Regions from separate parts of the Mus musculus genome. Here regions 1, 2, 4 and 5 are each linked to region 3. Evidence: chromatin contacts called from public ChIA-PET and HiChIP or PLAC-seq data. All regions are on one chromosome and are shown on one strand. The core of a region is the stretch at or near the end of the contact, and the rest is flanking DNA. Distances in the headings are between cores, read along the strand shown. Region 1 holds the start of Cog6 (component of oligomeric golgi complex 6). Region 2 holds the start of Gm20750 (predicted gene, 20750). Region 3 overlaps Foxo1 (forkhead box O1). Region 4 has its middle 49 kb from the start of Gm20750. Region 5 overlaps Cog6 (component of oligomeric golgi complex 6).

The links. ChIA-PET counts read pairs in DNA pulled down with a chosen protein or histone mark. HiChIP or PLAC-seq counts read pairs in DNA pulled down with a chosen protein or histone mark.
Region 1: an RNA polymerase II ChIA-PET map of effector CD8 T cells shows a contact between it and region 3, with 6 read pairs. The contact joins the promoter of Cog6 here to the enhancer-like site in region 3. A contact is called at or near these places in 8 of 39 promoter capture datasets (3T3-L1-derived adipocytes, the C10 cell line, the HPC-7 cell line and 5 more) and 2 of 115 datasets of contacts at active chromatin or transcription factors (effector CD8 T cells and memory CD8 T cells).
Region 2: an H3K27ac HiChIP or PLAC-seq map of large pre-B cells shows a contact between it and region 3, with 4 times the contacts expected there. The contact joins two enhancer-like sites. A contact is called at or near these places in 2 of 484 Hi-C or Micro-C datasets (bone marrow-derived macrophages and embryonic stem cells) and 3 of 115 datasets of contacts at active chromatin or transcription factors (double positive thymocytes, large pre-B cells and memory CD8 T cells).
Region 4: an RNA polymerase II ChIA-PET map of effector CD8 T cells shows a contact between it and region 3, with 9 times the contacts expected there. The contact joins two enhancer-like sites. A contact is called at or near these places in 3 of 115 datasets of contacts at active chromatin or transcription factors (cardiomyocytes, effector CD8 T cells and memory CD8 T cells).
Region 5: a contact with region 3 is called in an H3K27ac HiChIP or PLAC-seq map of T-cell acute lymphoblastic leukemia, with 8 times the contacts expected there. The contact joins two enhancer-like sites. A contact is called at or near these places in 1 of 484 Hi-C or Micro-C datasets (granulosa cells), 3 of 115 datasets of contacts at active chromatin or transcription factors (T-cell acute lymphoblastic leukemia, large pre-B cells and memory CD8 T cells) and 1 of 9 other capture datasets (embryonic stem cells).

The regions. Positions count from the first base shown.
Region 1 is chr3:53,015,194-53,020,605 of GRCm38.p6, forward strand. It overlaps Cog6 (component of oligomeric golgi complex 6), which reads right to left and starts at 2,030. Exons shown (of 19, transcript NM_026225.3): 1 at 1,853-2,030; 2 at 276-419. The coding sequence starts at 2,005.
Region 2 is chr3:52,922,467-52,928,132 of GRCm38.p6, forward strand. It overlaps Gm20750 (predicted gene, 20750), which reads right to left and starts at 5,200. Exons shown (of 5, transcript NR_040555.1): 1 at 5,157-5,200; 2 at 2,125-2,228. Within about 2 kb of position 1,640, at least 29 of the 459 cell types and tissues checked have an H3K27ac peak or open chromatin away from gene starts, as enhancers often do.
Region 3 is chr3:52,339,412-52,344,516 of GRCm38.p6, forward strand. The region is part of intron 1 of Foxo1 (forkhead box O1); the gene reads left to right. Among named protein-coding and RNA genes, the nearest start is that of Foxo1, 74 kb to the left of the region's middle. Within about 2 kb of position 3,595, at least 78 of the 459 cell types and tissues checked have an H3K27ac peak or open chromatin away from gene starts, as enhancers often do. A contact at or near this core is called in 3T3-L1-derived adipocytes, effector CD8 T cells, hippocampal neurons and 1 more, where this site is marked.
Region 4 is chr3:52,875,712-52,881,690 of GRCm38.p6, forward strand. No RefSeq gene overlaps it. Among named protein-coding and RNA genes, the nearest start is that of Gm20750, 49 kb to the right of the region's middle. Within about 2 kb of position 2,795, at least 81 of the 459 cell types and tissues checked have an H3K27ac peak or open chromatin away from gene starts, as enhancers often do. A contact at or near this core is called in effector CD8 T cells and memory CD8 T cells, where this site is marked.
Region 5 is chr3:52,989,104-52,994,661 of GRCm38.p6, forward strand. Cog6 (component of oligomeric golgi complex 6) reads right to left here. Exons shown (of 19, transcript NM_026225.3): 14 at 4,337-4,468; 15 at 3,652-3,819; 16 at 856-963; 17 at 7-60. Among named protein-coding and RNA genes, the nearest start is that of Cog6, 25 kb to the right of the region's middle. Within about 2 kb of position 1,403, at least 41 of the 459 cell types and tissues checked have an H3K27ac peak or open chromatin away from gene starts, as enhancers often do.

The sequences.
Region 1 (5,412 bases), core at 780-3,279, 670 kb after region 3:
AGTGCATTAAATGAGATAATATCTCCTCTGGAAAACCATTGAAAAAATGTGATTTTTTTATTAAGAAATTACAATTCTTAACATAATTTCTCAAAATAAATATTGTAAGTTTTTAATAGAGGTAAAGAATTTAGAAATGACAATAATTCAAATAAAAGCTTTTAAGTTGGCTTCTAGTTGACCAGTACATTATCAGATACATTGCAATTTAATTAAAAAAAGTATCAAAACACCAAACATATAGCTCTCCATAAACACTAAAAGAAGTTACATACCTCCTTCACGTCTTTGAAGATGTTTACAAACTCCTCATTGATGGCTAAGCTTCTGCGTTCAATATCACCACGTAAATTTCTTCGAGTCCGCAAACTATTTTCAACAAAAAAGGCTGAAAGGGCCTTGAGAGCTTCCAACATCTCCTGCCGAAGTGACAACAGAGGGACATCATTGGGGCTGACTTTTCAGTGGTTTCCTGATATCCAGCCAAAACTCAATAAAATTATTTTCAATTGACTTATTTCCACTAAATGACTCAAAAAGTAATATCTGACTTAATTAATAAGCAGTAAACTTACTTCCAGGACACAATTCACAGTCTACTTACATATAGTTATATATGTAAAGGTAGTACACAACAGAATTGCTTTGAACTTTAATATATTTGTTAATTTTTACAAGAAGGTAATTCCCGTTTTTCATTTAACTTTATTTTACATCCTGACCAGTTTCCCCTCCCCTACTCTCCTCACAGCCCCTCTCCCCTCCCTCCATTCCTCCTCCATTTCTGAGAAGGCAATTCTTTATGTAGTATATGTTCTGAGAGACTGTAAGTGAATTGTCAAAGTGTAGAAAGTTATAGCACCAAGTATCATGAGATAAAAATATGTACATTTATACTGGTTTGGTGCAAAAGAAACTGATTTTAGTATGCCAATTATAAATCAATAGCTCAAACACCTTTATTAATTAAAACAGAAACCTTTACAATGGACACATTTTTGCCAATGAGTTCTGGATTCTGTGAACTCTTAGGGAGCTTCCAGTTGTTTGTGAACGTGTTTTTTCCTGCACAAAGTTGTCAAGATGCTTGAAGAAGTGAGAGCCAAAGTCAGATAAATGCAGGCAAAACTTTATAGCTCGATTCACTCAAATTGCAAAGAGTGGCTTGTGTGCCTGGCAGTTGGGAGTGCTGGAGAAACGGGTCTACTATGTTGACCAGTCCTTGCAGCAGGGTTTGAAGTACTGTGGTTCACAGGGATTCAGAAAGTTTTATTCATCAGACCCGCAGCAAATTTCTCAAATCAGCGACCATGACGTTTTTGTTTTGTTTTGTTTTTTCTCGCTGTTTTGTGGACCTAAGGTCCGCTTTGAGAAGCGCTTTGTAGTTTCTTCTTGATGCTAACACTGGGCTTGTCATCCCAAGCTGTCCTACTCAGTATGGCTTTTGGTAGCATGTCACAACCCTATCTAGCCCAGGGCTTTATTTATAACTCAGCATGTTAATGTTCTGTTTTTGACACACAGGAGTCAAATTCTTGTTGACAGCTTATTTTTACTTACTTCTATCTTTACCCACGTCTTTACGGCTCCCACCTTACTGTATTCTTTTGTGCCACGTAGGCACGGCTATACCTGGCTACTCAAAGCTGCAGGGGAGACAGCCAGCTCTGATAAGAGCCGCGAAGTACTGCTCTAGACGGTTAAGGGGAGGGCGTGCGGGAAGGAGTTCAAGTAAAGGACACAGCAAGAGCGCAAGGGCAGGGCACAGCTACCCCAAAAAGCGCTTCCCTACGCCTAGGACAGCAGCAGCTTCTGCCCGAGACCAGGGGTCCGCCCCGCCCCCTCCGGTTACCTTGTCATTTTCTAGCCGTGTCTCCAGGATCTTGTGCAGCTTACGCGACAGCGGATTGTTGGGCTGCGCGGGGGTCGCACCTGCCCCATTACTGAAGCCATTGGCGGCCCCGGAGGCGGGGACCGCAGCCACCTCCCCGCTGGCGTCAGCCATCGCTGACAGACCCGGCGTAACGGAAGCACTGCGCTTGTGCACTCACTCGCGCATGCGCACACCTGGCCGCGCATGCGCACCGCGATCCGAGACGCTCTACCTGCCCGGTTTACTTTAAAATCCTGGGAGGCGAGGACACGCTCAGAAGAGATTGGAGGTTGTCTACAAAGTGAGTTCCAGGACAGCCAGGGCTATACAGAGAAACCCCTGTCTCGAAAAACTAAAAAAAAAAAAAAAAAAAAAACAAACAAACAAAAAAAACCCAACAACAACAACAACAAAAAAAAGAGGTTGGAGGTTGTAAAAGAGACTTCAGGAATCTGAATCTTGAAAAAAAAAGCCAAAGTAATAATGTAAAATATGTAAAGTAATAATGTAAAGTATATGTAAAATATGCCGAAACCAGTAGCTGGCATGCATGCATGATCAACAGAACTGATTGCAATTAAATTTCGTTTATCTGAATTCATCATTCTGAAAAGCATCAATCGAAGCTAGAGTATTTGCCAGGGCTGCTGGTGTGCACTGACATAAATAATAAACAAGACAGTAAACAGAAGGCAATGAAGAGACAGAGGAAAGAAATGAAATGCAGGCCAAAGTGGTTACTCAAGAAGGCTTGGAAGGACCTGGCCTTTAATTTCAGATTTAAAAGAGACCTAGAGCTGTGAGAAATCTCCAAATAGGAGAAAGCCTACATGTAAAGGCCCAGAAACAAGGAACTTTGCATTCTCACAAACTGACCAAAGGCAGTGTAGCTGGAAAGCAGTGGGCAAGAAAGTGTTTCTCCTGTATGCATGTGTGTATGTGTGTATGCATGCATGCATGGATGTGCACTGTATACATGCAGTCCCAGTGGAGGCCAGAAAGGGCGTCATGTCCCCCTAGAGCTGGGGTTATGATGGTTCCAATCCGGGGTCCTAAGAACTGAACCTAGGTCTTACACAAGAGCAGCTGTGCTCTTAACCACAGAGCCATCTCTTCAGCCTGCGATATCACTTTTTGATTTACAAAACACGGTGACAATTATCAATAATGGCCATACTGTGATAGTGTTAACTGATCTTTTTTATTACACCTGCAAGTTCAGATTCACATTATCGAGCTAGTCTTATTTATTGGCAGTTGCTCTGTGGTAGCAACTCTCTCGCCATAACATGTTACTGGGCACAGGCACCCAAAATTTCAAATCTCTATATACTAATTCCTGCAATCTTCTTTAATCCTTTTCAGCTACTACAGCAAAATGCTCTATACTTGGTAGCTTACAAACAATAGAAATTTATTTCTGATTGTTCTGGAGGATGAGAGGTCCAGAGTCAAGGCACCAATGGCCCTGGGTTCTGCTGGGGTCCCTTTCTGTGTTCATGGATGGACATGTTTGTGCTACTAACCTCATCTGATAGATTGGAGGGATGAGCTGGCTCTCTGAGAGCTGTCTTATAAGATCATAACTAACTCGCCCTCTTCATCTAGTCATAGCTCAAGGTTCAGCCTCCAAACAGCAGAGACCAGGAATTCTGTGTTTGCATTTTAGGGAAACACAAGCATTCAGACCACAGCACCACTCTTCCAAGGATGTCAGACCTTGTAAACCTTATCAACTTCTATATGCCTTTTATATTCTCTTCAAATAACAACTTTCTTGCTACCACTTCTTTAAAATAATTGATTAATTCCCCCATGCAAAGTCTATAGCAATAAAAATGTATAACTCCTAAGTTCCTCATGATATGTAAATAAATAAATAAATAAATAAATAAATAAATAAATAAAATTCTGACATTTTTGTTCAGTATTTGCATGGGCGGGGGCCTTACTCCACTCTGTATTTGTACTCCAGTCAAGTCAAGATTTTGCTGTGCACCAACTTTTGCCTCAATAGCAGTAAAGTAACGATCAATAACCAATCCTATAGAAGCTGTTCTTTAAAAAAGAAAGCAGAATAAAATGGGTAAACACTATAGGTCTTATTCCCACAACTGTCACTAAGCTGTTGCTGGAATGCAAGATTTCTGTCTTTTCCAGACTGTTAGCTGACCAAGGTTTGATATCTGGTGAGGTGACTTACACAGTCACACAAAAAGAATCAGAGCCTTTGGGTGGTTCTGCCTGTATGAGGTTTCTGTGGTTTTCATTTTGCCCCAGAGCATGGCAGTTCTAGGAAATGGTCTGGTGATTCTCTAGGTCCCATCCTTGCTCCCATACTCCACAGGTGACTCCAGTTCCTCCTTAGGATCTGTCATACAGCCACCCGAGTCTCTCTTGGTTTGGTCACTCAGCATCATGAGGAGTTCTCAGCCTCTAGTTCAATGAGTCCCTGCTGATGCTCTATCTTAATGTCCTAATATCTTTCAATGCAAGACCTCATTTCTGTCAATTGCAAACACCAAGATGTCACCACTGGTTTAAGGTCCAGTATTGGTGTTACGAGGATGATATATTTTTGCAGACCAAGAACAATATGATGGGAAGTCCAATTCTACACACACACACACAAGCTTGCTTTGTTTCTAGTTTATATATTCTGACTATATGAGGTAATGAATCAATATGAACTCTAGCTAAGAACAGCATGGGCCCTAGACTAATGAGGTGCCATTTCTTGGCTGTTGCTAGCAGGTTGTTGGTAGCTTCTACATTATAGGGCAGTTCCCTCTTCAAATTGAAATACATAATAAGACTAATGAATTCCATAGGTCTAATACTTCTTTCATGGTAAAGATTTTTTTAAGATTTATTTATTTAGTATACAGTATTCTACATGCATCTATGCCTGCACACAAGAAGAAGGCACCCGATTTTGTTATAGATGGCTGTGAGCCACCATGTGGTGGCTGGGAATTGACCTCAGGACCTCTGGAAGAGAAGCCAATGCTCTTAACCTCTGAGCCATTTCTCCATCCTCAAGAATTTTTTTTAATGTAAGAAGAAAGTTGTATATGAAACTATAGTGAGGTAGAAAGTGTTCAGTAATTGGTGAGTAGCAGAAAACTAGCACCCTAAAGGATAACTAAAAAAACAAAATATGTCTCCTTCCCTAAAGAAGACTATGCAGCCAGTCCTCCTCATGTATGTGAATCTTCAGAGACTCTGCTTTGTTTGCCCTTTGTAAATTGGGTGCTCAATAGTGAATGACAGGTGTAAGGACCTACCTGCTGCTGAATCCATACTTTTAACACTATTTTACTTTGTGCACGGGCCCCAACGGGTAACTAGGAAAAAGGATAATGGATACTCAGAGTTGGTGTAGTGTGGCCTCTCAGAGGACTCAAAAATGTGTGTGTGTGTGTGTGTGTGTGTGTGTGTGTGTGTGTGTGTGTGTGTGTGTGCTGATCCCCAGGATGACTTATTGGGGAAATAAGAAGGCAGGTCATAGAACTGCAGGAATGATGAAGACCTGGATG
Region 2 (5,666 bases), core at 390-2,889, 580 kb after region 3:
TAGCCCCAAAACATGTGATGGTTTGATGTACAAGCTCTGAACTCAGGAAACGGGAGTCGATTCGAGTTCAGACTTTTCACTAGCTGGTTGCTCCTGGGAAAATTGCTTAATCTCTCCAATCCTCAACTTTCTCGTCAGTAGAATGTGAATGGCAATATCCAAGAAATGGGATTGGTGTAATAAATCAACAGAGGCAAAGCCAAGTGTACGCGTGAGACTCTGACCTATTAACTGTTGTTACGGTAACAGCTCACTTTATACCTCTGTCCTTTGGGCAACCAATACATACAAAGCCCGGTAGTGCTCCTTGTTGTCATGTATAACAACCTGTTAAAGGGCAAGTCTGAGTGGGAGTTTCTGAGAACATTGCCTGTGCGTGTGTCTTTAAAACAATTCTCAACTTTAACCTGGTCTACCTTATTTCAGCTATGAAGCTCAGAAGCAGATCTATGCTAGATGCACATAATCTGACTTTCGGCCCCGTTCTAGATTTAAAAAAATGAGTCACAGACTATAATTCTTAAGAGGCAAATCGTTACCAGTATAACTTGGTATCCTATTAGGGAGAATAAAATTCTTCAATCAGATCTTGAGTTACTATGTTTCAAACAAACTCTTCCTGGCAGAGTCCTAGCAAAATCAATAAATAATAAAGAAAGAAAGTAACTCTGGGGCTGGAGAGATGGCTCAGCACTTGAGAGCACTGACTGCTCTTCTAGAGGTCCTGAGTTCAATTCCCAGCAACCACATGGTGGCTCACAAACATCTGCAATGGGGTCTGATGTCCTCTTCTTGTGTGTTTGAAGAGAGCAATGGTGTACTCATATACATAAAATAAATAAAAATTTAAAAAATCTTAAAAAAAAAAAGTAACTATGCACTCACAGTGTACGTGTTGTCCTAGTTAGTTTTACCATTGCTGGGATGAAACTCACCAAAAACAACTTGGGGGATCAAGGGGTTTATTTGGCCCATAGTTATCCCATCGTCAAGGGAAACCAGGGAGGGAACTCAAGAAAGGAACCCGGGAGAGGAAGCGAGGCAGCATGGAGGAGCTCTGCATGGTGGCTTGCGTCCCGTGTGTTTTATACTGCACGGGACAACCCACAGTGGTCTAGACCCTCCTACATTAATGAGAAATCACAAACCACACCCGCTCAGACAGTCCATAGGCCAATCTGATGGGGGCAATTCCGTGTTGAGGTTCCCTCTTCCCAGGTGGGTCATGCTTGCAACCACCTGCCAGATGCATGCTGACGCATCCTAGAGTAGCATCTTAAAGGCTACCCACGCTAGGAAACAAGGCAGCAAAGGTGAAATAACTAGGAAATTTATTCATGGGTGATGTCATCTCAATTTTGAGATCACACTTTTATCTTATTTTAATTCACCGTTCTAAAGCCCATGGCCACTAGGACATTTGTTAAAAACTGAAAGACCACTAATACTCAAGAGTCTAAAACTGCATCAATATGTATTTATAGCTTTTAGTTTCTCTTTCTGTTTGGGTGATATATGCAGTATATAATCTTATTGAAGTAATAAGTAGATATTATTTCCGTCTTCAACAGCGAAGTTCCCCATTTTGTCTTCTGTTCTTTAGCATTAGTTTCTGTTCCCTCTCAGAATAAAGAAAGTCTTTCTTTCACAGCTTCCAATGCTTACAAGAGACCTGGGGCTGCTGGGTTCTACAAGTAGCCACATCTGGGGAGCCAGAGCTCTCATTCCCAGTTCCCATTGATTCTGTGATTTAACAAAAACATCATGGGGCCAGCAAGATGACTCAGCTGGTAAAGCCACCTGCATCCAAGCCTGACAATTCAGGATCAACCCTCAGGACCTACAGGTTCCTGAAAGTTGTAGTCTCCAAAAGCACCCTGGTGCATACAGCACCACCCCCTACACACACACACACACCACTGCTGCCCATGAATAATATTGCAGAGAGAGAGAGAGAGAGAGAGAGAGAGAGAGAGAGAGAGAGAGAGAGAGAGAGAAATTGTGTCAGAATTAGAAGAATCAGACCGGTGAAACCCATCCCCCCATCTTCCACCACATATTAAAGAACTAGAAACTTTGTATGTAGGAAATCTTTTTGGAGTGTAACCGTGGTTGATTAATTACCTTTGTCGTGAATCTCTTTTCTGAGCATTCGCTCTGTAACCTGGGATACTCTTCACATTTGCATCTGAAACAGGCCAGTAGTCGGACATCTTATCCATTTGTTTCTAGTGAAAGAAGGGTACAATAATTGCAACCACAGAAAACAACCATGAAGCCACAAAATGAATTCAACAAGGCCTTGAATTCTGCAGTAAGGAGGAAAAACAGCAAGGGAGTCTACAGCAGGGCCCTAACTATTTATATAAACCATTCAACTCTTTTAACAGGATTAGAGACCAGAGACAATACAACAAATCTGCTGGGTTTGATTGACAGGACTCTCTGGGTGCCTATTAGGCAGTTTCCTGAGACTTGAAGTATTTCAGGTTTAAAATTTTGTAGCAAAACAACGTTTCTAAGTTTCCATGATGGGAAGATGACTTTTAATGGGAGGGAAAAAAAAGTCTCAAAGCTGGAGAGCCTATTTGTATACCCAGTTTGAGAAAAACCAAAACACGGTAACTTTCCAGAAGAAAATTGAAAACAGAGTTTGTACCTCCTCTGTGTGCTTTAGTAACCGCGGCCTGGTGTGGGAGTCTGGGTATTATTCAGCATGTCCACACTTAGTGTCTGTGCCTTGGGACTTTAGCTACTACCTGATTTTCAGTTATACTGTTTCTTCTTGAGTCATTCCTTGGCCATGGAGTCCTTTTATGAAGTCACAATAAATACAAATTTGCCTAGTAGTCTTTACAAATTGTTAAAACAACAGGACTTGGACAGATGCTCAGCCATTTGCTGATCCGGGATAGGTTTCCAGCATCCACATAGCAGCTCCGAAGCATCTGAGCTGTCTAGTCCCAGGGCACCGGCTCCCTCTTCTGGTCTTTCTGGGTACTGCACACAGACATATAGACAAACATACATATAAAATAAAAATAAATAATAAAAGTTGTAACTATTGTAAGAATGGGATTTACAGATATAATGGATCTGTCTTCTGTGGTCAACACTATCACTGGGATATTTTGGAAATTTTAATATATGTCAGAAGGAAAATGAAAAGAAAGTGGTAGAAAGCAGGAAAAATGGGAAGAAAGCTGAATTGGGGGACTTGGGGGAAGGAAGTCTGAAAAAAGAAAAGTAAAAAAGAGTGACTAGGGGAGTGAAGAAGCAGGAGGGAGGAGAAGGGGAAGGAAGAGTGGACCGGAGGGACCGAAGTGGAACCTTTTACCCTTTCCAGAGACGGAGACTTTGATCATCTGAAGACAGCTACAGTGTATAATAGATAAATAAATCTGAAAGAAAGCAAGGAAGGAAGGAAGGAAGGAAGGAAGGAAGGGAGAGAGGGGGAGGGTGGGGGGAGGGAGGGAGGGAGAGAGAGAGAGAGAGAGAGAGAGAGAGAGAGAGAGAGAGAGAGAAACTACTTTCTATTACGATTGTAATCGCACTCATCTACAGGGGTCTGTTCCACAGCTGAGTGCATATTGTTTTGTAAGCAAACTTTAAACATTTACCCACTCATATGTTTTTGGGATTTGGATTCTTATCCCCATAGCATGGGATAGATGAAGCCAAGGCTTTACTGCCTCTCTATCTGCCCTGAGGTCACACACAGACTGGAGCTGCCTTCATACCTCCAACATGATTAAAAGTGAGTTGTAACCACTGACCACTAGTGCTAGAGAGCTGGCTCAGCAGTTAAGAGCACTGACTGCTCTACCAGAGGTCCTGAGTTCAATTACTAGCAACCACATGGTGGCTCACAACCATCTGTAATGGGATCCGATACCCTCTTCTGGTGTGTCTGAAGACAGCAACAGTGTACCCACATACATGAAATAAATAAATAAATCTAAAACCAAACAAACAAACAAACAAAACGCTGACTGCTAAAAACAAGAAAATGGTGTAATTGACATTACTGGTGTTTTGCAAATTCCTTCCAGAACTCCAGTGAAGGTTTTCGTATTGTGATCTATATCTAGGCTTATGGAAAATGTGAAAAAAATTGAGAGGCCTTGAAAAATCTATTTTCTTTAAAAGGAAGTCCCTAATTTCTAAGTGTCAGTCCCCACAGAACTTGGACCCACCCTCAAAGGATCATCTGTGGAGGCTGAGAGCCAGCTTCATGTGAGCAGCGAAGAACAAAGCAACAAAACAAGACTGGCAGTGGTCCCTGGGGGCCCGGAGGATGGCAGGCGTGGCTGAGAAGCTAGAGGATGTCTTACAGAGTCTTCCAACCCCTGACTGTGGGGCATTTTTCAGGTTTTCTTTTCTTTTCTTTCTGCTCTGGGGGCAGCTGCTTAAAATATGGGTATTGGCTACTTGATTCTACATCTTGTCTTCCATATTAAAAACTAGATCTGTCCACAGAATCACACGCCTGCGAGACGTTTTCAAGTGTACTTTTTCCTTTTCCGTGAGCAGTGTCTGTGTTTGAGGCTCAACTATAAAACGTCACGTAACAAAAGCCCCTAATCCGTAAGACTGTCTCAGATAGCAGGCATTATGTAAATGAAACATAATAATATAATCCCAGATACCAATGCACAGTGAATGTTGGGATGGATAATGGAGAAAGCTGAATGCTTTCATTGACTCGAATTCCAAGAATGGTCTGAGCAAGTGAATGTAATGTTCCCAGCGCTAACCCCGAAACAATACTCTCACCGCATACACCTGACGCTTAGAATAACTCACATAACTCTGGCCGGCATTGTTTTCAAGATGAAGAAAGTGGGCTCAGGGGGAATTAATTCTACACTAGGGAGCACCAACACTGGCATTTCTCTTTCCGATCCTGTGCCAGGCAGCACTGAGCAATTGTGACATTCTTTGACACACTTGAACACAGCCTAGTCAGTCAACCAGGTCTAGACTAAGAAACACATACTGGTCAGGAGATAGAGAGGAAGTGCGTGGATAAACACCCCTCACAGCTTCCTCCCACTCATCTGTCACAACTGCTTCACATTCTGACACCTTCGAAACATGACTTCATTCTCATAAATACTTGTCATTCAGAAAAAGAAGCCATTTATCCAACTTACGGCGGAAACCACTCTCCTTCCCTGCTGACACTCTGGTCCAAGATGACTGAGATTCTGTCTTCTGACGGCTCTCCTCGTGACCTCACACGGTTGGCACACAAGTCTCCTCTTGATCCCCCGTGACCTAGGGCTCCAGGCGGATGCTTGCTTTCTCTGGCTGAACATACTGCACGGAGCCATCTGTCTAAACACGGAATCCCTTAGCCCACATCCTTTCAGCGCTCATGGTGCGCGAGCCCCTCTCAGCTTTCTTCAGCTCCGGCCTTGGCAAACATCAGAAAAACAACTCATGGCGCTACCTTTATTCTGAATTGTATTTAATCACAAAAAATTAAATTTCATAAAAGACAATGTTTTAAATCTTCTGGGAGGAGCTTCTCTTTCACCACCTTGAACTCTCAGAGCAACAGGTAGAGAAGACACCCAGAAAGAAATAGATCACTTTGAAGGGGGAAAACTAATCGGATAAGCACAATAGATACTTATGTCTACATTTTTCTTAACAGTGCT
Region 3 (5,105 bases), core at 2,345-4,844:
AGTTCCATGTCAGATGGCCTAGAAAGACGGTCGTGTCTTAGAGTGTAGACCAGATGAATGGTGAGTGTTAGAGCTTTGAGGACAGCTTTGGGATCACCAGAGAAGTGTCAGGACTTTAGTGTAGACAGGTTATGGTTTAGAGGGTGCTCAGGTGAGAATAGAGCTCTGAAATGAAACCATCTTTATGGAGAAAAAGCAAGGCTTCTCTTACAACATGCTTTTGAGTCAAATTTCATGTACACTATTAACAATTTATGTCTAAATGCACACAGACTGTCGAGTAAATGTCTCATGATTTCCTTCTCACAAGCACACTGGACACTAGTCATTATTAGTAGTAACTCAAATCGGAACTCTGAGTAGTGGAGTGGGCTTTGCTACTCTGAATCTTGAGTGTGTTTTCACATAGCAGTGTAAAAAGGAAGCACGAGGTGGCATCGATAGTTGCTGGGTGTCTGTAACAGCTGCACACAATTAGAAAGCTCAAAAATGAGGGAAAATACTTTGGGAAAATCTAGTTTGTCTAGCATTTTTTAAAGAATTTCCAAAATTCCTACAACTGGGCGCTTTTTAGCCATATGTTCCAGTCTCTGAGCATGAGATTCTTTGTGTTTGTTGTCGACACCTATGCAGTCAGGTGGCACTTCTCAGCAGACGGGGGTCTCTAGGGACCATTTCGTTTTCCTTGTGAGTTCTCGTAGCCTCTTTACATAGGCTTTCCCTGGGAAAATGCATACCTGAAACTCAGCGTAGCTTCTGTCATAAAGCACCCACAGGGTAGCAAGTCTTATTGTGTACATTGACTAGCCATTAGGGCAAACGCTGGGTTTTATAAAGCAGTAAGTGCAATGACTACTTCTCCCCCAGTGTGTTGTGTACTCATGTTACTCCAGTGTGTTGCTTTGCTTCTTGATACAAGTGAGTACTAAGAGGTGGTTTTGTCAGCTTGCAGCAGTGTAGTAGGGAATCACAAAGTCTTGCCCGAGTTCTAGCTAATGGGAGGGAGCTTCTTTCTGCTCTAGTTTCCCCCTTTCTAAAGTGTGACCAGTGACACCTGTCTACGTGTAGACTACCCCGTAGGGTGAGAAGAGATGTAGCCACAACAGTACACTAGAAAGGAAGAGCCGTAAGGTACAAAGGCCAGGATTTCATGAGCAAGGTGCAATCAGCATAAATTGCTGCCTGGTGGTTATTACTGTATGGAAAGAAAGACCAAGGGTGCACCTAGAATTGAAAAGTAGAAAGAAATAGGAAATGTAAAAAGACCCAGGCCAGGCCAGCAGGTAGTGGCCTTCGCACGGCTGAGAAGCTCAAGCGCTAAAGTATGGTTCAGGTCAGACGCCAGGGTTCTGAGAGCCAGGGACCTGGCAATCAGGATGAAGAGAGATGCCTCGGAAGCACCAGATCCAGCAGGTGACAGGAACTGAAACCAGTAAGCAGGGGCAGGGCAGGGTTTCCAGCAGGCTTAGGGGGTGGTGAGAGGCAGGCACGGAGTCTATGTTTGACTAACTTATGACTCGGTCCTCACCTCCGATTTTTGTTGGAGATTCAGCATTCCTAGAAGTCTACTATGATGGATGAGTAGTTTCCAATGTTTTGTTTTGCTTTTAAATCTCATGCCCTTTTTTGATAGGGCTTCAAGTTGTTCATGCAGTTCAGATATATTATGTATGTTCTATAGCACATTGTTAGACATAGTTTTTTGTGTGAGATTTAAAACTTCAAGGTAAATGCATATTTATAGATTCTGCACTTCAGTGATTGCCTGATAATTGCTTTTGACTGGGAGGATAAAAACATCTTGGTTGGAAGAACAAAGAACAAAATAACCCTGTCCTGTGTCTCTATGTGCCTGACATTTCCCACCCTAGGACAGTACAGTAGATCTCATTCAAAACCGACCCAGTGGAGAGACCCAGCTATGGTCATTAAAGCAGATCTGTTTTGGCCAGCCAGGACTAGAAAACTGACTGTAGTGTGTAAATTTAGGCAATGTGTGTGTTGAGAAACCATCAGACCCTTCCTTGACACGAGTTGCTATTTCCCATAAATAACATGAATGCTTTATACTAGTTGGAACACTGGAATCTGGTTATCTTATATGTATATCTTATATACATGTACAAAACATTATTATTCTAAAGATGCTGGTGTCCTAGTAGTGTTATTAACTAACTTCATTCCTATTGATGGAGACGGGCATTTTTACACATGCTGCCTTGTTGAGTATGTTGAACTGTCCTTGACATAGAAGCTGAGGAAGTTGACGGCTCCTAGAAAGCTCTGTGGGGGTCATCTGTTGGTTTGTCAAATGACTCTTACTATTCCCTTCCTTTCACAGAACCTCTGGAGGGTAGCCTGGGTCCTCCTTCCTTCCTATTTCCTTTTCTGCTGTCTGTACCATGAGCTGTCCTAATGTGGAACATGAATGGTAGATGCCTAAGAGATGCCTAAAACCTCACATCTTCCCTGTAATGTTTTTGGGGTGTCAGTCAACAAAGTTTTATTGAGCTCATGTGTGTAGAACACCTGTTAGAGGCTTTGAGGTTAGAAACTTAAGTTTAATCTTGTGTTTAAGGAACTTGGAGTCTGGTCTATAGGGGCATAGAGCAGAGTGCTCAGGAGCAGAACAGGTTGAGCATCGGGGTACACCAGGTTTGTGTCTACCTTTCTGGCAGAACTGGCTTGTGTCAGGCTCCCTTAGCATGTGCTTGCAGTGTTCAGCCATCCAGAAGCATCAGGAATGTGTCTGCGGCTCCCCTGAGCCCAGAAAGCCAGCAGGGAGGGCAGTGTGGTTGGTACAGAGAGATGGTTGCCTTGGCCCTTCTCTAGTGGTATCGTACAGACACAGGCTTTGAATAAGTGTGTAGCACTGGTTGTCTGTTTCCTCACAGAATGCTTGCTGGGAGAGAATGCTGAGAGTATAAAATCCCAGAGCTCCATCAGTTGCAGGCAGCTCCCAGCAGAGTATTGTGGACATAGCACCTCAAGCCTGCTCCTCTTTAGTGTCCCACTGGCTGCATGAAAAACAGGAATTTATGTAACAAGCTCTGCACAGCAAACGTTTTCCTGTTGTGGGGGTGGGTGGGTAATTGTTGGCAAAGTTAGTATACAGCTCTGTTACACAGAGTGACCTGAAATGTCCTCAGAAAAATATGTAGTGCGATATTTTGATAAGTTAAGGATTGCTATGTCCAAAAAAAAAAAAAACCAAAAACAAAAACCCAACCAACAATAAGCAGAAGTCGTCCAAGCATTTAGTGGATACTAACCCTGAAGTTAGTGAACTATTTTTAAACTTTTTAGGAGTCTTCGTTATTATGTCTTCTTTGGTCCTGCTGAAAACGCCCCCCACCCCAGCCCTGGCGTCTGGCAGAACTGCCTCAGGCTTATAGAGCTGTACCCCCCCCTGTTAGTCAGGCAGTCAGGAAGCTGATCTCTGGAAGGATCGCCTCCTATACTCTCTGTATTATTAACTAAATGTGACAGGACCGGAGCAAGCTCCCTCTCTTGTAGAGGCCTATCAGAGCTTATCTGTGTGGCTATTGTGTTTAAAGAACAAATTGTCATGGAAGATACGGTGCCCAGACTCCCAGCATGTAGGTGGCTTTGGAGAATGCAGTTACAGGGCTGGCTGCTTTCCAGGCCTTGCCCAGGCAGGCTGCTGCTTTTTAAGGAGGAATTGGGGATTTTGATCACTGGTTTTGGTGGACACAGTAGCCAGAGCTGTAGCTCTGGTGGGGGTAGGATGACAGGGAGGTGGGGACAAGGAATGTTTTTGAGAATACATGGAATTGAGATACAACGTGAAAGAAATGTATTCCTTAGCCTTTTGGGAGATGTTTGGAGTTCACGACCTCATAACACACCTAGAGCTGAGATAGATCGTAAGTGAAAGAACAGAATGAAGCCTCAGGAGAGACTACCACTGCCACATACCCACATACCTGCCTGGCATCCAACCAGAAAGCTCCTGTTGGGCCATGTCTGATCCGCCCTCACTCTGCACCCTGGCAGCAGGACTTAACACATAGCTGTTGTGTTGCAATCCTTGGGTGGAATGTAGTGCAGAATGCATTTTGAAATAAGGGTTTCTAAGCTCTCTTAGGTCTGTGTCTGACTTTTGTCTCTTTTTACTAAGTGAGATTACCATTACACTCACTTTGTTTTCCATCTCTTGTTGAGAAAAGGCACTAATGTGCTCAGGGTCACAGAGAAGTCTGGCCCTGTATATTGTTCTGATCTGGTAGAACGGTTGGCACTTTAAGCACCTTCAGTCGCCGTCAACAACATGAGGATGTGGGCACTGTGGCTGCCTCCTTGGGTGACCACAAATCTAGTTAGAGCCTTTTGTGGTCCAACAGGGGTCACAGAGTATTTGGGCAACTAAGCCTTGTACTAGGTTGGCAGAGAAGGCCAAAAATTTGAGAAGCCAGGTGCATAGCTCTGCATAGCTCTGCTCTGAGGATTGTGAGACATCCAGAATTCTGTCCCTGGACTGGGCATTAGGCCCCTTCAGAGCTGCCAGGTGAATATGTAGCAACTGTGCTGGGGCAGGAAGCCTAAGTGTTCTTCACATTCCCAGATTTGTACCACAGGATCCCCCAAACGTCAGAAGTCATGCTGGGGGTTCCTTGCCTTCCTCTTGTATTCTCCTGTGGGTTTGCAGTTTGCACACATTTGCGGTGGCTTTGTTGTAGTATCCTATCAGCACATCCACTGAGTAGGAGCAGAAGGGCCTCACCTCACTTAGGGGAGCTTGCTTCAGCCCGGCCCCCCTCTAGTTACCACTCTGGACGGCATACTCTCTACAGTGTCCTAAAGTTAGTGCTTTGCTTAGAGCAGAGATGTTCTCACATTTGAATATTGCATTTTGTGGCAAGTTAACTTTCTCAAGAAAATAGCTTTTCTTTATATTCATTTTTATTTGCCTGATACAAAGACTCTGGTGTAAACAAGTTTAAGTCCTAACTTTCGGGGGAATCTATCTATCTTGGGAGTGAGTTAGATAGTTCAAACTAGCCCCAGACTCACTCAAAACCCCGCTGCCTTTTCAGCTGAGATCCTAAGTTGATACTGTGTATTGCTTTGGGTTTTTGTTCCTG
Region 4 (5,979 bases), core at 1,545-4,044, 540 kb after region 3:
CCTGAGGAAATAGTCTGAGTGTTTTGAAGAATTTGAAGAGTTTAAAAGTCTAACTGCTTCTAGAATTCTTGATTGAGTTGAACTCTAGGGACATGAAGTAGTATAGAGGATGAAGCTTTAGATGGGAAGACAAGAAACACGAGTTTTTATCTAGGGCTGGAACTAACTGGCTACATAATCACTCCAGGATAATATTTCTTTATCTGCAGGATTATGATAGGAATTCACAGTGGTTATTGGAGATGGGTGTTTAGACCTTGTGAGGACACACAATAAGTGCCCAAGGCTGCAATTTCATGACCGTAACTATAAGAAAAGAAATTATTCAAAATTAGCCTGGGCTATAAGGATGCATAAAAGCTTTATTGAAAAGTGTTGCATGGATATATGGGTTTTAAAATGTCAAGCAAGTATATCTTCAGGGTCCTTGATTTTTGATATTTTTGAAGAATATCTTTAGGTTCCTTTAATTTCTTGAATGGTTAGCTTTATCTGTCTCTCTCTTTTGGATATCACTCTCCCAGGGAGTCTGCCATATAGTTTATGATGCCCTCAGTATTCTGGGCCTTCTCTAGTTTTGCTTATAAAGATAAATAATTCCTCTGCTCAGCAAGAAATATAGTAATAATAATAAACCCAAAGAGCTGAGTTCATTGAGAGAGAAGCCAGACCAGCTTGACCCTCCAGCCCAAGGCCTCAAGCTTGGTTCTATCAGAACTGCAACCTTGAGAGAACGTGGGTTTCAAAATAAGTTTCAAGCCTTTTAGGTTCTGAACTAATTTTTGATGGGGCCCAGGACATGCAATCCCAAAATACTTCAAGCTGAAAGAATTTGAGAAAACAGCAGAAGCAGGAAGGTCATTCTGACCTTCCTTCCCTCCACCCTTCTTCCCCAAGCTGATCATAAAACCTAGGAAGGATTTTTCTGACCTTCCCTGAAATAGATCGCAGACCCTTCCTTCTGAACAAGGGGCTCTTATCTCAGAAGACACAAGGCAAGGGTAGGAAATCAAACAAACCAGGGTTGCTAAAATTCCCCATTTTTTTATCATTGGATCATACACTCCCTTTGTTCAATTGTATTTCTTCAAGATTTTAGACTCTTTACCACGCTAAGCATAAAAGCAAACATGTAGCTGTTTCTTTGGCTCTTAATTTCTTTATAATGGTCCTGGTGTCACATAAAACTTGTATTTGCTTTTCTCTTGTTAATCTGCCTTTGTTATACACAAAGCTGCAGCCATAGATCTAGATATTTTTTTCCTTTCCAACACTGTGGGTAACAGGCATGCTGTTTCAACACTAGGACTCAATTCTTAGAACAATTTATCCTTTATCCCTCTGTATAATCTTAGACTTGGCCTAGAATCACCCATGGGGGTGAACTTCCTTTTTGTAAGAACAAAACTCTGGGGGCTCTCAGTTGACCAAATAAACTTTGCATCTAGAACTATGGTTCTCACATCAGTGGTGCTGGGCTAAGTGGGGCAAGGGAGCCCTCTGAACAGATTTAGTGATGAGCCATGCCAGAATGCTTTGGGATACAGGATTTGAATGAGAGGAGACAGCAGCTTTCCTATTCATATCGCAGACCTGTACAGACAACACAAAGGGCAATGGCATGAAAGAATTTCTTAATGGCCTGTGTCTCAGTTTCATTTCCTGTTGCTGTGATAGAATACCTTGAGAAAAATCGACTTAAAGGAGAAAATACCTATTTGACTCACAATTCCAGGTTATGGTCCATTGCCAAGGAGGTCAAGGTAAGAGGTACTTGAGGCAGCTGGTCATAGCACACTTTCGTGCTTGCTGGTGCTCAGGTAGCTCTTCTCACACAGTTCAAAATAGCCTTCCTAGGGAATGGAGCCGCCCACGGTGAAAGTCTTCCCACACCAATTAGCATAATCAAGATAATCTATAGACACAACCACAGTCTAACCAAATCTAGATACTCCTTCACTGTTATTCTCTTCCAGGGTTTTCTGAGACTGGGTCAACCTAATAATCCACACTAGCCATCATAGTTTGGGATAGTGGTCCCCTAGGAGAGAAACTTTGAGATCTTCTAACAATGCTGGAATGTTTAGGATGTGAGGGAAACAGGGAAAGGAAGAGAGGGTTCAAGTCTGGAGATAATCATAGCCTTAGGTTGTTTGGACGCTGCTTCCAAGTAAGCCGAATGACATTGTATCATCTGTCCTTCTTTGCCATTTGACTTTGCCTTAGAACGAAATCCAGACAGCGAGTTTTGATAAGCATCCGCCCTACACCTTTCTCTCCCTAGGAAAATATATTAGAAAGAAGTGTGTTTCCCTGCATCCCAGAATGCAGAGTCCAGAAGAGACCAGGATAACCACAGGGAGGGAGGAGGGGGATGAGCTCCAGCGGGTGTGGGGATCGGCTACAGTGTTTGTGGGCTGCTGTTTAAACTGCAGGAAATATTGTAACTGCGAAGAATTAACTTGTATGAATAAAGCAGTGAGTTCTCTCCACCCCACCCCACCCCACCCCGCCCTCCAAATGTTTAAGTCTTCCTACACAGGTGCACACGGGTATATGCACACATATAATCTCCTGTGTGGGCACACAGTAAAAGCACACCTGAAGATTGGACATTCCCATCCTCATGACTGCCAGGAGGCTGACTGTGGTCTCCTCCCACTAAATAAGCAGGATGAGCAGAGAGGCCTCCTCTGAGGTCTTGGATGTATTTTGGTCAAAGGCATGGAAGGGTTGAGGCTGTTTTGCTGACTCCCACAGGAAGTGGTGGGCTGAACCCAGCTACAGGCTTTCCTGTGTGAGGTAAATTGGCCCATTGTGCGTAAAAACGTTCTTATCTGATGAAGGGCTGAACTGGCCTGCAACTGAGGAAGGGTACTGGGTCTCTGAGTCACCTCCCCCACCTCCAGCTCTTGTTCTCTAAACCCATTTTCATGTTTGGCAGCCACTCAGGGCTCTGGAGTTCTTTCTAGTTCCGTTACATGGCTTTGTGGTTTTGATTGGGGAATTGCAACAGACTACAGAATGGGCATGGTTACCCTTCCTTGCCTCTCCTCTGGGAAGAAATGCACTTAATTGTTAAACTTTTATGCTTATATTAGAAGTGACACCGTGTGCAACCTTTTAAAAAGGCCCTTTGTAGCCTACTTATTCTTTAAAGCTGCCTTAGCTCTTTAAACGTATTAGTATGAAACAATTAAAACACCTTCACCAAGCGCAGTTTGTTTTGTAGGAAGAACGATGGAGCTGATGACCGGTTATCTGGCTCCTGAGTCCTGGTTCAGCATTTAACCAGCGCTGTGATTTTTCTTTTTCTTGAAGTTTCCGGTGTTAGCGTTCTCATGGGACAACATTAAATTAGGTTGCCTTCTGGGTACCTGCCTGTTGTGTGGGACTGTCTTCGAAGCCAAGCAGCCACCATCTTGGGGAGCTAGGGTATCCCAGCTGGGTTTGTTAGCTGTTTAGACATCATCATGGATGGGTAGGGAGGGTCACTAGGTATTACCACCTAGTACCATCTGCTGTATGAAACTTTGGTCTCAGGGAGAAGCTAAAGCAGTCAGACTGGAGACGACAATGGACAATGGTCTCCATCTATGAGTCATGGGGAGCTCTCTTCCTTACAGGGTGAGAGCTTTCCTCACGTTTCCCCTTGGGCAGAGAAGCACCCACAGCCCTATAAGGAAACCCTCACCTACTCTCTGTCTGGAAGCCCATGAAGCTCATTGGCTCCTATAAGCAAACCTTAGTGGAATTGTGCCTCCATTCATCATTGGGACCTCAGGAGGTGGAGTAAATGTTCATGATTTCCCATTTGGTACCACGTTTGTCACAGAGAAAAAAAAAAAAAAAAAAAAAACTAACATAGATTCTTAACCTGAATGGGAAGGGAAATCAGAGCAAACTTCTTTGGGTCCTTGTTTCTATTTAATGAAAAATTAAAGTACACTTCAGCTTAATGGCATCATTTTATTAATAACTCATATACAGCAGGGGCATGAATATCGGAGTGGTTCACGGTATGAAGCCATCAGTGTGCGCAGGATCGCCGATGGCTGAAGGAGGCTCTGCTCTGACTGTAGATGGCAAGGGGCCAGAGTGGAGAGTCGTGAAGACTTCTGCTTAGCTGTATGATGTAGAAATGGTCCGAGCCTTGCTTTCTCTAATTACAAAGCAGGGTGAACTTTAAATCTGGCAGGGACAAGCCAACAGCTCTGTGTCTCAGCAGCAGGTGCTGTCTGTCTGCTCCCCTCCACTGAGCATACTGAGCATGCGCTAGGCTATTTTGACAAGTCACTCATTTCTCCCTGAATTATAGCTGACTCTGGAAACATGCTCAGTCGTGGATATGAACAGAAAAGAACAGACTCCTTCGGGTAATTTTTAAAAACATTTCAATAAGCCCCCCTCATCAAATGGGTTTTTAGAAAGTCGTGTCTCTTGAGTCTGCCTCTTCCAAGAGGGGCTACAAGTTTTTCCATGATAAACATGCCCCGCTCAGGGCAGAGACCTAGAGGAACTTGCCTCTCTTGTGATCCTGGGAATTTTATTTATTCATTACTAATTTACATCAATGGGAGGGGAGGCCTGTGGAGTTTGATGCCCCAGTGTAGGGGGATGCTGGAGGGGTGGAGAGGGTACATGGGTGGGGGAGCACCCTCATAGAGGCAAAGGGAAGGGAGGAGAGGGAGGTTGTGGGGCGAGGACCTTGTGGAAGTGGGATATTGTGTGAGATGTAAGTGAATGGAATGATTAATAAATAAAATAAAATACTTTTAAATGGGAAATATTTTTAAACTTAGATAACTCTAAATAAAATTAGTGCAAACACACCTGCAACCCCTTATTCATATGCTTTCTTACTTGTGATCTGCCTGTCTGTCCACCTGCCTATCTTTCTAACCTGTCTGTCTGTCTATCTATCTATCTATCTATCTATCTATCTATCTATCTATCCATCCATCTTTTCTCTCTTTCTTTCTTTCTTTCTTTCTTTCTTTCTTTCTTTCTTTCTTTCTTTCTTTCTTTCTTTCTCTCTTCTTTTCCTTCCTTCCTTCCTTCCTTCTTTCCTTCCTTCCTTCCTCCCTCCCCTCCCCGTTGTCTCTCTCTCTCTCTCTCTCTCTCTCTCTCTCTTTCTTTCTTTCTTTCTTTCCATCTATCCATTCTCTAGCTATCTATTGAAGACAGTTACTTAGTTTTTTTTTTTTAACCTCTAGATATTTCAGTGCTTATTACCCAAGTATAACTTGCAACTTATACAGCCAGAGTATATTTTTCAAGTTCAAACAATTAACAATGATACAGTAGTGGATATCTCAGGATACATTTTCAGCACTCAGGATTTCCACAAAAGACAGTAGAGTGCCTGGGTGTCAGGGTTCTGCCTCCTCCTGATTTCTTTCTGTCACCCACGGGCACAGCACCCAGCTTCTTCGTACCTTAGTCTGTATAAGAAAGTTGGCTTCTTTGGTCCTAAGGGCCTCAGGTTTATGCATCCGTTACCCATGGCAGAATGCACTCCTGCCCTAGTTTTTCTGCCTCTAGGCTCCAGGCATCTTGGAGCAAGACTTGTTGTGTCTAGAGGTTTCGAGAGGGAGGTTAAGAGAGCCACACAACCTCACCCTTGGCTCCACATTGCATAACTGGTTCCTGCTTTGAAGACATTTACTGGCAAGTGGAGTCATCTTGCTAACCTTTAACTGCTGCTGAGACATTCCACTCCAGGGCTCAGTCGGCTGCTATCATCAAAACACTCTAGTCCCAAATACAAGATACTGCCCCATCTATCAGTGTTTATGCATGCAATGGACTGAAGGGGCAAATGAGCCCAGTCCCAGGTAATAGAAATGAGTCCAGTTATGCGCTGTTTTCACCCCAGTTTAGAGATTATTGTATTTATTTCCTCGTTCATTGAAAACAAGCCCATTGCTAGTTTTAAAAAATCCTAAAGTTACAATGGAAAAACGAATGCTTACAGAC
Region 5 (5,558 bases), core at 153-2,652, 650 kb after region 3:
ACTTACCATTGCAGCCTTCAGCGCCACAGCATCCAGGTTGGGCATATTGGCTAAAGAACCCTAGAAGAAAGTTATAAAAATGGTTCATTAGAAGATTGCCCAAGTTCAGAAAAATCACATAGTTGTTTCCAAAGAAAAGCGGCTTCTCGTAACTACAGTAAGAGTAGGGCGGTGACTGAGGAGCAAAGGCGCAAGTTATCAACAACGGAAACACCACCACCCTTGAGATGTACTCGGAGCAAGGAAAGGAAAGTGACAAGCACTTGGAGGCTGCGGCCAGGTGTGGAGGCTGCTGCCCTCCAAGCGAGCAGAGAACAGCGAAGTTGCACTGTCAATCCATTTCAGAAAAATTAGAGAACAAAAGCTGCTAATTCTTTGCTTAATTTTTAAGGCAGGATGGTACTTTGTATTAGGGTTTCCCATCACCCCAGGACCTATTAGTACTGGGGTTCTGTTCTGTAAGATTATTTCAGTTCAGAACATTTTTCTTTACTGATCTGCTAAGTTAGATGGAGGATTATATTACTTGTCTAGCAATCCATACATTCATTTGGTTGAAAATAAAATGGGACTTTAAAAATCCATCAGTATGAACATTGCATACACTTTGTAACACCAGTTTCTCTGTCTTCGCATCTTGTGACACTAATTCCTAAATATTCTCATTACTTTTCACCAATAATTATTCTCATTCTCAGGCGTTCTCCTAGCCCTGACAGTCACTGTACTTAGCCTGTCTCAGCGCAGGACATGAACACAGAAGACAGCTAATCCGTAGCAGGGCCACGATTAAACTCTAGAGTCATCTCTAGAAGCCACCCCAGCTGCCCCTTTGCCAGGCCAAGTGGTACGCACCTGATCAGGTCTATGTTGCTGTATAGTGTTGTAGATGTAGCTCAAGCCAACTCTAGTTAAAACATAAGAGGCTTGCTCATTGATAAGAGTGTCCAGATGGGCTTCAATCTACAATAAAGCACAGCAGAAGAAGCACTTAGAAGAGAACTATCAGTAAGAGCAGAGCACACTGGGCCGGCGGGCGGCCATCATGGACCTGACAGGCAGCCTCCGTCTGTCCGAGACAGCTGCTGCTTCCCTTAGTTACAACTAACCAACAGTTCCAGGGCTGGCCACTAGCTAGGAAATATGGGTGCCTGTTCTCTCAGCTGTTTCAAAAGCAGAACTCGGAAGTCGTCACAACCATGTGAAATAAATTACTCAGGGAGAACGAGGCCTTGAAGGCTACATCCTGAGCCTGCCTCCCTCCCTTCCCTGGACAGCCCAATCTCCGAAGAACCTTGGTGAGAATCGGCGCTGCAGCTGAGAAATGAGGCACCTGCAGGAAAGCGCCCCAATAAAAGGAAGCTGCTCTTCCCACTTGCCAGCCTCCCCCTTCCCTTACACACCACGAAGCGTCCCCAATTTTACAATCTGTCAACTACACAGAGCACCACCAACTCCCGTCTCTGCGCTATGTCAAAGCCTGCCTAGTTCAAGCCACTCCAGCACCAGCCTTCCTCCCACCAAGAAGCCTCCCACGTTCTTCTTTTTCATGTAAATACCCAAGGAAGCATAACTAAGGGTCCTTACTTCCTGGATTTACTGAAACCTAAAAAAAATAGTTCGTTCAAATGTAAGCGTTTAATGAAAGTGAAAAAGAAGACAGTGCTGACAGCCAAGTCAGTGAACTGAAAAAGAAAGAGACAGAAAATATCAAAGAAATGAGACAAAGAGTCGCACAGTAAACTGGAGAAGAGACCCATGATATAAAATGAAACAAAGATAGGATCTGCAGAGTGTAAGAGAGTAACACACAGAGAGATGACAGATAGACAGACAGACAGTCAGACAGAGTGAAAAGTTTGAATCTTTGAACGGAAATGGCTCTCAAATGTTTATGATGGGAATAATCGGAAAAAAGAAATACCTAATATGTTGTGGAGAAGTAACTGAACCCAAAGAAAAATCCTTACAGGCTTCTAGGTGGACAGAGCCTGTTATTCCAGGAGGCTCAGACTTGCCTGATCTTAGCAGCAGTGCTGGGGAAAGCTAGATGACAGCTGGAGAGGAGTGAGGTGATGGTGGGATCTGGAGCCTCAACCCAACAACACAAACTGTAGCTGGAGGATCCCATGAACCTCAGTCTAGCTTTACCCCTGTATGTCTCTAGAAGTGTGTGTGCAGAGTCCAGCGCACACATCATACGTGGTGGGGAGCATAGAGACTCTGGACAAACTAACAAACTCCATCTAACAGATACGGAACTTTGTGCCATGCAGAAAATGTACAGAACTGCAGACAAGCATGTAACTGCTGGTAATGCAAAATAATGAACATTTTAAGGAAATAGATCTGAGACAAGTGGCAGAGAATTGGGGTTGACTTAGAAACAAATATGCAAAACATACTTATGAAGTATGGAAATTAATCATTCTCCCTTACATGGCTCAGTTATCAGCACTGAAAAGAGGAGAGACTCTTCAGAAGGCCATCTCCTGCCTCAGACTATAGTGTAGGTCAAGAAGGCCAAAGTGACCATGAGGCAGGAGGACGAGGTCGTGAGGAATAGAAGACACAGATAAGCATGAGGGGCTGAGGGTGAAGCAGCAGGAGAGGGCATGGGGTGGGGACAGGAGGACGAGGTCGTGAGGAATAGAAGACACAGATAAGCATGAGGGGCTGAGAGTGAAGCAGCAGGCAGCAGGAGAGGGCATGGGCTGGGGACAGGAGGAACAGAGGAGAGGGCAGTGGACAAGCACACATGCACTCATGCAGATGCTATCCTGAAGCCCATTATTTGTGTGCTAAGCTAAAAGGTATTAAAAACTGGATCCTCTCCAAAACCTTAAGTGTCACACACCAGAATTTAGAGCTGCCAATGTACATTCCAAAGGAAATGAGTGTACAAATAGGTGAATGGGAGACACTAGTTCACAACTGTGCCTTTGTACAGCAAACTCCAACATTATTAAGATGTTATTATTATTGATCCTCCTCAAGTATTTTTAAAAGAGTTAGAAATTAGAAAATTTACATATATAAAAGCTACTTCTCAGAAAAACACAAAGCAACAAATCAAACTTACTATATTCACTACTAAAGTGTTCGTGCTTTTTATAATAGAACATTCGGGGTCTTTGCTTCAGCCTTGTTCCCTTGAACGCTGCACTACCAGTCAGTGCATCAGTACCCAAGTGTTAGTTAGGTAACTTACAGATGGCTCTGACTCAGCCATCATTCAGTTTTTGAGAGACACCAGCGGGCTAACGGGAACAGTGACTGTTAAAGAAGTGTTTGCCTGGTACTGCTTCTGTCCTCTGTACCACCTGCTGTACACAGTGCACTGCTGGAGAAATACAGCCTGCCATGTAACACGGCATCTGCATAGCACTGAACATTCAAGTCCATCAGAGAGCTTCCTGGCACCATCCACACTACAATCTCATCACGTTCCTCACATTCTGGCATCTCTAAAACTGAAAGCCAAAATTGTGTGTGTGTGTGCTTGCAAGCGCATACAATCATGCATGCATGTGTTTACATCCTCTGGATAGACTACCTTAAGGAACTCATGGAGTTAGGCCATTGACATTTGTCAAAAGCTGGTATGCTGAAAATGCAAAATCAGAGAATCCTCTTTCTAGCAAAATTCACCTGAAACTGAAGCATTTCTAGGCGCCTGTCTGTGAATTCGAACAGAGCCAGGGTTGTCTTCATCATGTACAGTGAGTTGACCATGAACGTGGCCATGTCAGCTGTGCCTAAATTGCTGGCTGACACTGTACACATCTGGAGGAGAGGATCCAGGGCACAGGACAAAACCTGCAAATGACAAGGAAATGGATTATTTCCTAATCAGGAGATGGTCCAGGATGTATAGCCTTTCAGAATTAAATGCAAAACTAACTGAGGATAGCCAGCTAACTTATAAACAAGTGCATGAAGGAGAGATTTAATAACAAGACCAGATAGCTTAACAACAGGCATCGACGGGGCTGGAGAGATGGCTCAGTGGTTAAGAGCACCGACTGCTTTTCCAAAGGTCCAGAGTTCAAATCCCAGAAACCACATGGTGACTCACAACCATCTGTAATGAGATCTGATGCCCTCTTCTGGTGCATCTGAAGACAGCTACAGTGTACTTAGATATAATAATAAATAAATCTTACAAAAAAAAAAAAAAACAGGCATCGACAAATTACCTTTAAAAATCAAGAGCTGATTTAATCTTGAAGAAAAATCAACACTGAAGAGATTGTCAAAGTGCATTGCCACTCACACCAACGTGTGACAGAGTGTGTGATGGAGGGGAGCAGGCACTCAGGGACTTAAAAACTACCTGCACAAAGTCAGCCTGCCGAGCATCCAAGGGGATGACTGAAGAATCATGCGACGCCAGAATATCCCGCAGCAAAGTGAGGGTCTGACTCAGGGCAGAGCTGGGTCCGAGGTCAGGTGGTGGGAGCTCAACCTGGACAAAGAGAGCAGTTACCACGCCTGTGTACTCTTCAGTTACCCACGCCTGTGTACTCTTCAGTTACCCACGCCTGTGTACTCTTCAGTTACCCACGCCTGTGTACTCTTCAGTTACCCACGCCTGTGTACTCTTCAGTTACCCACGCCTGTGTACTCTTCAGTTACCCACGCCTGTGTACTCTTCAGTTACCCACGCCTGTGTACTCTTCAGTTACCCATGCCTGTGTACTCTTCAGTTACCCACGCCTGTGTACTCTTCAGTTACCCACGCCTGTGTACTCTTCAGTTACCCATGCCTGTGTACTCTTCAGTTACCCACGCCTGTGTACTCTTCAGCTGTGTACAACACGGAGGGCTCGTGACGCCCTGTCTAATATACTCCAGACTCAAGTTAGCAACAGCCGCTTCTGAAGGACGCCACTCAGGGTGACAAGGTTTACCCAGGGTTACCATTACCGCTTTCTACGTTAAAGCTCAAGATCTTATGAGAAAAGCTGGCATTCCCTTGACTTGTAGAATTATACATGGGACATACTGAAAAATAACCTAGTTTATTTTGGTTTTAGCCCAAGTTCTGAGAATAAGTGAATCCACACAGCAGCACAGATCCCAACAGCGGCATCACTGAGATGATTGCCCACTCTCAGGGTTCAGTGTCCAGACTGGGGCTCTTGGCTCCACTCTTCGTTGAGAGGCACTGGAGGATTCCACAAGCTACTTGTGGGGAGCCGCCCTCACATTCGCCGTTACAAGATGGTGCTGACATCCTGTGTTCTAAGTGGTAAACAAATAATCTGCGCATGTGCCAAGGGTAGTTCTCCACTCCATGTGCTCTGCCTTCCCCGTGACGACAACTCGGCCGATGGGCTGCAGCCAATCAGGGAGTGACACGTCCTAGACGGAGGATAATTCTCCTTAAAAGGGACGGGGTTTCGCCATTCTCTCTTGCTCCTGAAGATGTAAGCAATAAAGCTCTTGCTCCTGAAGATGTAAGCAATAAAGCTCTTGCTCCTGAAGATGTAAGCAATAAAGCTTTTGCCGCAGAAGATTCCGGTTTGTTGCGTCTTTCCTGGCCGGTCGCGAAC